2 separate regions of the Rattus norvegicus genome follow, and region 1 is linked to region 2. A link is a contact called in public Hi-C data. All regions are on one chromosome and are shown on one strand. Each heading gives the region's core, a stretch centred on a gene start, on an enhancer-like site or on the middle of the called end of the contact. The rest is flanking DNA. Distances are from core to core; before and after follow the strand shown. Region 1 overlaps LOC134485928 (a long non-coding RNA gene). Region 2 overlaps LOC134485928 (a long non-coding RNA gene).

Region 1 (4,295 bases), core at 1,426-3,925, 150 kb after region 2:
TAGGAAACCAAACCTCAACAGAATTGGGTAGCAAGAAGCTGGCCATTGAACTCCATATATCCACTCAAGGACTTGGTCTCCAGTTAGCTAAGCACAAACCCACCTAGGATCATATGATACACTAGAAATATACTTTGAATAACTATGCCTTAAAATTTCAAGGGAAATTAGATATTCTGTTTTCATTTTCCCCTTTTAAAGGGGTCTCAGGAACAAAATGTGCTTGAACCAAACCTCTCGATTTCTATGACATCATGAATAATAGTCTCTACAGGTCCTTCCTTTTGTCCTATTACTATTTTCTCCTCTGCTAAGAAATAACTTCCCATGTGTGGATAAGAGAGTAGTGCTTGGCCTGTGCTCTCAGCTGTGTAGTGACGCCAATCAAGCTCAAGTTATTTTATAGTTTCTGTCTGTTTGCTTGATTGTGATCTTATAAAAAGGACTCAGTTGATAGCCTAAGCTATTCTGAAACCTACTGTAAGCTTAATGATAAAACAAAGAGTTTTAAGCAGATGCAGGGAAAACAAGAATAGACCAGGAGCTGGAGAGATAGCTCAGTGGTTAAGAGCACTGACTGCTCTTCTAGAGGTCCTGAGTTCAAATCCCAGCAACCACATGGTGACTCCCAACCATCTGCAATGGGATCTGATGCTCTCCTCTGGTGTATCTGAAGACAGGTACGGTATACTTATATATAATAAATAAATACATCTTTTTTTAAATAGTAGACCAGGAAGATTCAACCAAATATTAGGTACACATCAAGTATTAACTCTCAAGACTCACTGAATCTCAAAGCTTAGGAGGCTCCAAGTATAGATATGTATCAGATATCTGTAATCTGTGTTTTTGGACCCTAGAATACTAATAATGAGAAAATCTTAATAAAGCTCCCAGCTAATGCTTGTTTTCAGAGTTCTGCCAGTATCTACAAATTTAAAAAAATAAAATAAATCTAAGGTCACTTTCTCTGTCTGATCCTTAATTCTGCTTCTGCCTTCTCTTGTCATTTACTCTTCCAAATGAAAGTGGACAGAGACACTGGAAAATCTGAACAGAAGCTCATAAAGGGGAAGTGAGTCACTTGGTGAACATGTGTCAAGAAAGAAAGCCTGCATGGGTCCAGATGGCAGGGTGCCACCCAAGGCTAACACAACTCTTCATCTTGGGCATAGCAAGAACAGGCAATGTTTGTAATGGCGTGCTCACATCAGTCTGCAGACACAGTCTCCATGGCACCCAAGCACATCACCCAAACAAAAGAAAGCCATGGGGATGCCAGGACTGCACCATCTTTCTAACTTTTGAAATAAAGGGTGAGGATTTGAACTGACAAGGAATGATTGCAGACATTTGACATGTCTGTTTAGAATCACCACATTGAACGGATGCCCTCATATCCCTTGAGCTACAATAAACAAAGCAGACCCTCAGTGTGAAGCATTGTCTGACTGGACACCGCTGTTGGTGGCAGTGGAGGCTCAGTAGAATAAGGGCTGGCTTGGACATGCTATTTACCTAAGTTTTTCCCACATCCATCACGTATTAGCTGTTCATCTCTGGGTAAGTGATTTAACGTCCATTGGGTACAGCATGCTATGTAAATAAAGAGGAAAATGTCTTATTTATTAAAAGACTTGAGGGTGACTAGATCTAGAGCTGAGACAAATTGTGTATTAATATATACTTATTAGTAAATGCAAGTTTTCTTTGTGCCTTCCTTAGCAATTATCTCATATCGCTTCTACCAAGCTTCATGCTAGTCACTATAAGTAGTTTCTTGCTGCTATGAAAATAAAACAACTTTACATTTTTCCAGTCACTATTTTCAGACACATTCATTTGCATGCTCTTCGCCAACCACTGGATGTCATCTTGCAAGATTTCATGAGGTATGAATATTTATTGCTATGAAAATGCAATCCTGTGCAATTTGAAATTTCAGTCTCATACTTAATTCAGTCTGTCCCTCCTGACTGTGTTTAATATGCTCATGAAATTATCTAATGAGAGACCTAGGTCTCCCAGTCATTGCCTCCTCCACACACCTAAACCTTATGCCCTTACCTGACAGTGACCAGCATACAGGCAGGGAATGGAGACATCTGTCCCTGTGCAATAGAAATCAGCTACTGTACCACGGGAGGTACTGATGTTCATGTGTCCGAGCCAAACCTGCTGTGAAGTGACATTGGTGCTGTCACTGGCATAAGCACATGTAAGAGGTGTTCAATAGATTCCTCTGTAATGATAGCAGGGAATGGCTCCATCTGAACCCTCCCACAATTTGGTAATTCACCTGAGACCATGCCCTAGGGTTCCCTGGTGGTAGGGCAGCTTAAAGCTACCTCTGGAGAGTTCCACTGTGCTAGGGAAAGGTATTTATTCTTCTTACACCCACGTGACCAGTTTCTCATCTTCTATGTCCTGCATCTGCCTCATGTAGAAAGCAGAAGGCAAACAGGCAGCTGTGCTGGTGACCGGGGATTCAAACGTAGCTCCGAATGCTAGACTTCCCTGTTGACTCTCCATCCTTTCCATGGTTTATAGTCTTTATGTTTGCCCTGGCTGCTCTCAGTAAACTGACGATCTTAGTGCTGCAATCTCTGTTGGAGCTGGTATGACTCAGGGCTGCCTTCCCTGAGGGCTAAGACTTCCTTCCTCCTCTCCTCCCCCAAACCCTCCTCAGACAGTCCCCAGGCACAGGGCTTTTATTTTCCTGGTCTGATTCTGAGGATGTCTGGCCGCAATGATTCATGGTGCTTTTTAATATGTGGCTGGAAGCTATTGTGAGTTTTCAGACATGGATACAGACACCTACAATCCATACAATACCAGGAAAAGCCCTCAGCCACATTTGATCATACTATTTGCAGTATGTAGAATGAGAACAGAAATCCTATGAAACATTAGAGTTGAAAAAATGTCAAAAGTACAGATATTTGCCTGCAAGTGGTCTTGTTTACCTTCCACAGTACAAGCCCCATCCAACTGAACCTTAGTAATGGAGCTGGCTTGCTCCAAATGCTCACTCAGAAGGATTAAGGAAAGTGTGGTCTCCTCTTCCTACTGTCATCTCGTCTTGCCAATGATGCTTGTTGAACAGTACTGGCTGTGAGTTCAAGGTCACTCAAGGGAACCCGAGGAAGCATCATCTAAAGTGTCTGAAGTTCATTCAGGCTGCCTGAGGTCCAGTCCATCTTAGCTCGAATGACCAGCCTGAGAGTTCTTGGGTCCCATAAATCCCCACGCTCTGTCTCTTGGCTGAATTGCAGCCAGTTGTTAGATACGTAACACTGCTTATGCTGCCTAGGATCAGCTACCTCTCCCTGATGACTAAGCCCTTCCCTGCATGTAGGCAGCTAATGGTGCATACTCTCCAACATAGCCTCTAACCTCGATTGCCTTTGAGACAAGTTGACCCCACCTCCACCTTGAAGAGAGCCACAGCAGACGGACAGGTCCTCAACACAGAATCTAGAAAATGTGTGAATTTTTTGGAGACACAAAATACCAAGGAGAGCTATGTTACCTGGTCTCTCTTCTGGCCTCTGCATGATAAGGACTCTCTGTCCTCCGTAAATGGTCCAAATGTGCTTTCTCAATACCAGTCAGTTTCCTTTGGAAATGTTTAATTACTAGTGAACTGAGACTCTAAGCCACCACCATGAGCGATCCCAGAGTTCATCACTTTCAAAGTCACTGTCAGAAGAAGGGAGCCATTGCTACTTCAGGGCCATTTTTTTTGATAGTTAACTTTGATAGACTAGCATGACTTACTGCTTCAATTTAATACAAACAAAACCTGGTAGTATGATTGTACCCATTAAAGATGGAAAAGTAGAAAAAAATTCCAAATCTTTACAAATTTGCTGATTTTTATTTTTACTATTGTGTTGGTGTATGCTATGGGGTTTTGCTGAACAAAGATTACAAATGGCAACTAGCAGTAACTCAAGTCATATGACAAATATCTCCACAGCTTACACTACTTGTTCCCTGTGGGAAATCATACATGCGTTTCATTTAGCTCTTCTAAATATGGGGTCTCTAACCTCATACTTGAGTATACAGTTATCTTTAACGCATAGGAAATGTCACTGCAGAGGAAAAGATGATCCCATTCAGCAATCATATCTCATTCACCATATAAGTTACTCATTGAACACCATTGCTATCAACCTCTGAGGTTGGTGATACTGAATATAACATGATTTAGCTTCACAGTCTCAAAACCAATACTCCTAAGTAAAGAATGTGAAAGTATTTCTTTCTGAAGCTATCTTTGAAAA
Region 2 (4,679 bases), core at 431-2,930:
AAGAAACACATATCGATGTAGAGACATACACATTGGCAAACACAGAAATCTCATTAAAAACCCAAAATCAGAAGGAAGCCTCCAGGTTATATAAACAAAATGCCTATAGGGAAAGGAAAAATTGAGAAAATAAAATGCCCAGACATATCATGGAGAAACAAAAGCAAAACCAAATCAAACCAAACCAAAACAATAACAACAATAACCAAACACCCCAAAACTACCATTGAGTTTGTTTTGGGGTGGTCGTGTACTTCTGGGCACCAGACCTGGCTTTAAGAGTGGTTTGTATACCCAGTGAGCATCTTTTGGAGAAGACTAATTTGTCATTTATGAGTAGTTATCAATTAATTATAGCTTGAGGGTTGGGAATGTTAGCTAGAAACACAGACATCATTAAAAAGCAATTTACACAAACTCATAAGTACTCATATTTGAATCAGAAGCATTACTCATGTGAAATGTTATTTTGTGCAAATGTATTCTTTGACTACCATCTGTTCTTGGAGTTATTTCTGCGTGTGGAATTCACACATCAAAAGTTCTATACATGGAAGGATACAGTCTTAACTCTGTGTTCAAAGTCGTGCATGCTTGTTTCCAACAAGAGCAAGCTCCATTCGGAGGAGCCAGCTATGTTAGTAAACCCGGCAAACAGGCCAAACAGGGCAGCCTCCCCTGGAACACCAGCGGGTGGTCTCTGGGCTCATTATTAACTCTTCTCTGGATCTACAGTTTTTCACAACTCTGGATGCACTTTCTAGGTCCCTTTACTTAGTAATTTCTCGATAATTCAACTGATCAGATGATTACAAGCAATTGGTTTATTAGGAAAAGGAAATGCCCAACAAGTACTCTAACTAGAATGCCTTCGCCTGGCGAAGTCCACCGAGTTTTCCTCTGATGGGTCATTGTGACTCTGAGTGGTATGTCTTCTCCCTGTTCCCCAGACTACTGCATCACATGCTAATCTACACATGCTAATCTACACAAGACTCCTGGTTTTGTTCTTGGCAATTCAGAAATGTATAACAAAGTCCCTGTGATAAAGGCTTTTTACTTTAAATTATAAATTCTTGTCTCATCCTTAATCTCGTTAGGAAGCAGAGAGAGTGAGTAAATTTCACCGGAGAAACTCCATGTTACGGAGATAATCAGCTGTGAGGGTTAACTGATCAGCTGTGAGGGATATAGTGATCGCATTTGAGAGAGATTAGGGCTGCCCAAAGGAAGAGCAAACTTGGTCAGGAAAATCCCCTGCTTGTTTAGGCCTGCAGCTTGTTTGGGAAGGAGTGGTTGAGGCTCTGGGAATGGCAGAACTGGGCTACTGGTGTTTCTGGGTGGAAGCTGGTCCACACTCAGCAGACAGGAAGGAAATGAGCCAGCCTGCTGGGTGCGGGCATTCAGCCCATTAAGCAAACCCACAGAGGAAGTCCTGGTGCTGCTAAAGACTCTAAGCCTGGAGCATTCAGTATCAGAATGCTTCAAGTGTAACTTTCTGAAGGTGATCATAGGGCTTGATCTGAGCCTATGAGGTCACCGTGTCCTCTGGATACGTGGCTGGATAAAAAGGCTACCACATGTTCTCACCACACACCCACATCATGTACGGAATAATGCATCAGAAGCCAGAAGGGTAACGCCAAAGCAAAGCCACTCAGAGGAAGACTAACAGAAAGAAAAAAAAAAAATTTTTTTCTTCAGCGTGACTCTCGCGCCCTCTATTGGCAAATTTGGTATCATGCGACGTTTACAGAGCTGTTTTATAAGGAGGGTGTGTTTTGGGAGTCAATCTGGCATTGTGTTCTCTCTCGATCCTCAGTAGAGGGTCTTGGCTGATACATTTGTAAAGTTAGTCCCTCCATTTTGTAATGGTATCTTTCCTTGTCATCTTGCCCTATCAAGTTTGTAAGTCGGAAATTTAGGGTTCCCCTGATTCTCCTGACTCTTCGGCGACTTTCTCCATAGCAAACATCTGCCTCAAATAAACTCTCTCTCTCTCTCTCTCTCTCTCTCTCTCTCTCCCTCCCTCCCTCCAACTTATGTCATTATCTATCCTATGGACGACTCTATTTATTTCTTGTGAAGAAGTAGCTAAGGGCCTGTAGTTCATGAGGCATTTTACTTGGCAGTCGAGGTAGGTAGGTAGATATAATCCATTTATGTTATTGAAGTTTGAACTGCACTCTGTCAATTAGTAACATTAGTAATTCCAAGCATAAATATTGAAATAACATAACCATGATTAAAAATAATGATGACAATAGAAATAGGAAATTGCTTATAACATGTCAGTAAGATTTGACCTAAAATCCTGATACTAGCTAGCTTCCTCTAGTTAGGTGGAGACCCTCAGGGGAAAACAAGGAAGGCCATCCCTTCCAAAGAGAGAGAGCAAAATCTCTGGAGTCAAAAGTAAAAATCATTTAAGACTCTGAAAATTATCTAAAGAATCACAAAAAATGTGTTTGGAGGGAAGGGAATCTGTAAAACGATCCAGCCCATGGACCATGTTAAGACTCGGGAAACATGTTAAAGATGTAGGTATTTTCTCCAAGACCTTTGATAGGATTTCCAGTGGTTTGTCATTTGGCTCCCTTTTGAGATTCTTTTCTGCTTCCCCGCTAAACCAAATCTTACTCTCCAGGTCTCCTTTCTCATCACAAATATCATAACCACTTATCTTTACGTGATGTTAAGCTCTATCCTTCCGAGTTTCCAGTTCCAATGGGGTGCCCACCCTGAAAAAAGGTGCTCAATGATTCTCTACTCCAATACCTGGTGCTTAACTCTGTGTAGTTTTAGGGTGCAGCTCTTTTCTACTCTCCCAGTCAGCTTGCTTGCTTCGTGGTATGCTTTGAGACGACTTGGTGTATTAATCAGCTCTTCAATTACTAGAACACAAACCTTGAGATGGACCTATCAAAAATCAGAGAGATCTTTATTTTAGCTCATTGTTTTGGAGGTTCAAATTTAATATCAGGCGCTCGACTTCCTTCAACCCCAGATGAGTGTCATGCCTCATTATGGACTCAAATACTTTCTGGTCAAGACAGGAGGCAAGAAAGAATAGGGATCCCACAGTACTCTTAGACATAGGCAGTCAGTGACTTCAGGAGCTCAGGCTGAGCCCTGCTACTTAATTTCTAGCATTTCTTAACAGTGCCAACCTGGAACCCAAACTCATAACACAGGGACTTGACTGGGAGAAATTTTCATCCAAACCATAAATTTCAAGAACCTTGTAAAGTAAAGAACTGAAGAATTGTGGCATCAGACAATGAGGAATCTAAGCTCCCTGCCCCTAGCAAACAGTGGAGACATTTGTCAACATCTATGAGAACCAACTATCCCAAACAAGGAAGAAGGTGAGTAAAACTCTAGACATGTTAACTGAAATTTCATGGGAGTCTGAACTAGAGAAAAAAAAGCAAGTATGATGCACCCTGATTCCAGATATTAAATAGACCCAGAGCTATCCACATGAACGCATATCCAGTCAAAACATTCAGACTCTCAGTCAGTCTGAACTTCTCTACCAATTAAATTTCACAGGGATGAATTTAGACATTATCTAAATACCAAGATAGGTTTTTTTTTCTAGTACTTCATTTATTACAGTGATCTGGGAAGAAATTTCATATATTATCATACAGTGGTCCAGAAGTCACAAGTTTTGATATGTAGAGTTCTAACTGAAAGTACAACTGAGATGTATTAATAGTTACTTTTTTTAAAAAAAGGTTGAGAATAGATTTTTTAATATAATATATTCTGATTATGATTCATTGCCACCAATTCCTCCCATATCCTCCCTCCCACCCACCCAAATCCCATACCATTTCTTGTTGTCTTTATCTCATTAAGATGCAAACAGTCATATTATTATTATTATTATTATTTTAGAAAATAAAGACAAAAATCAGGGTAAGACAAACAAAAGAAACAGAACCAGAGGAAAAACTCAATAAACATGTATAGACACAGAGACACATATATTTGCACACAGAGAAATCCCACTCAAACACAAAATTAGACATCATAGTATCTACACAAATGGCCTATAAGGGAAACAGAAGAACAGCAGTAAGGAAGTATCATGAGACAAAGAACCTCCAAATATCCCACAGAGTTTGCTTTATGTTGACCACCTCCTGTGGCGTGTGGTGCCTGGCGGAGTGGTTTGTATGCCTAGTGACAGGTCATTGGTAAAAATTAATTTTTATTTGTGAGGGCTTTTGGTATTATCTTCTGGGTTAGGAATGGGGACTTATATCTACTTCCTGCCTTCTGAGACCTGATCAGGCCTGGACCTGTGGGGGCCCTGGCATGCCTAAATTCATACATGCTTTGGTCTGGCTAAGTTTAGAAAACTTTGTCCCTCCTATCAGTCACTTTAATCTAATCACATGAACATTAAAATCTCAGCTCACACAGGACCCCTTGGGGAGTTGTTCCTAAGTGTACAGAGTGGTTGTATCTGCCACACTCTTGGGAAGTACATTAATGCTGATTTTCCTTCAAAGACTGTTCCTGTGCCTGTAAGCTGTCAGGACTCTCTCAATCTGCTGAACACTGAAGCCAAACAAACAAGCAAAAAAACAAAAACAAAAACAAACAAACAAACAAAAAAGGTCCAGGAGCAGAGCTTGCAGCACGCTGTTAATGTTGTGTGAGTG

The links. A called contact is a pair of places that touch in the nucleus more often than the background predicts.
Region 1: a contact with region 2 is called in a Hi-C map of the A7r5 cell line, with 7 times the contacts expected there. The contact joins two enhancer-like sites. A contact is called at or near these places in 6 of 12 Hi-C or Micro-C datasets (the A7r5 cell line, the Rat2 cell line, Schwann cells and 3 more) and 1 of 1 datasets of contacts at active chromatin or transcription factors (oligodendrocytes).

What each region holds. Positions count from the first base shown.
Region 1 is chr2:169,511,391-169,515,685 of GRCr8, forward strand. The region is part of intron 1 of LOC134485928 (a long non-coding RNA gene); the gene reads right to left. Among named protein-coding and RNA genes, the nearest start is that of Ctso, 15 kb to the right of the region's middle. Within about 2 kb of position 2,676, at least 3 of the 93 cell types and tissues checked have an H3K27ac peak or open chromatin away from gene starts, as enhancers often do. A contact at or near this core is called in the A7r5 cell line, where this site is marked.
Region 2 is chr2:169,364,196-169,368,874 of GRCr8, forward strand. LOC134485928 (a long non-coding RNA gene) reads right to left here. Exons shown (of 4, transcript XR_010064325.1): 3 at 2,779-2,919. Among named protein-coding and RNA genes, the nearest start is that of Rnu1-83, 28 kb to the left of the region's middle. Within about 2 kb of position 1,681, at least 34 of the 93 cell types and tissues checked have an H3K27ac peak or open chromatin away from gene starts, as enhancers often do. A contact at or near this core is called in the A7r5 cell line, where this site is marked.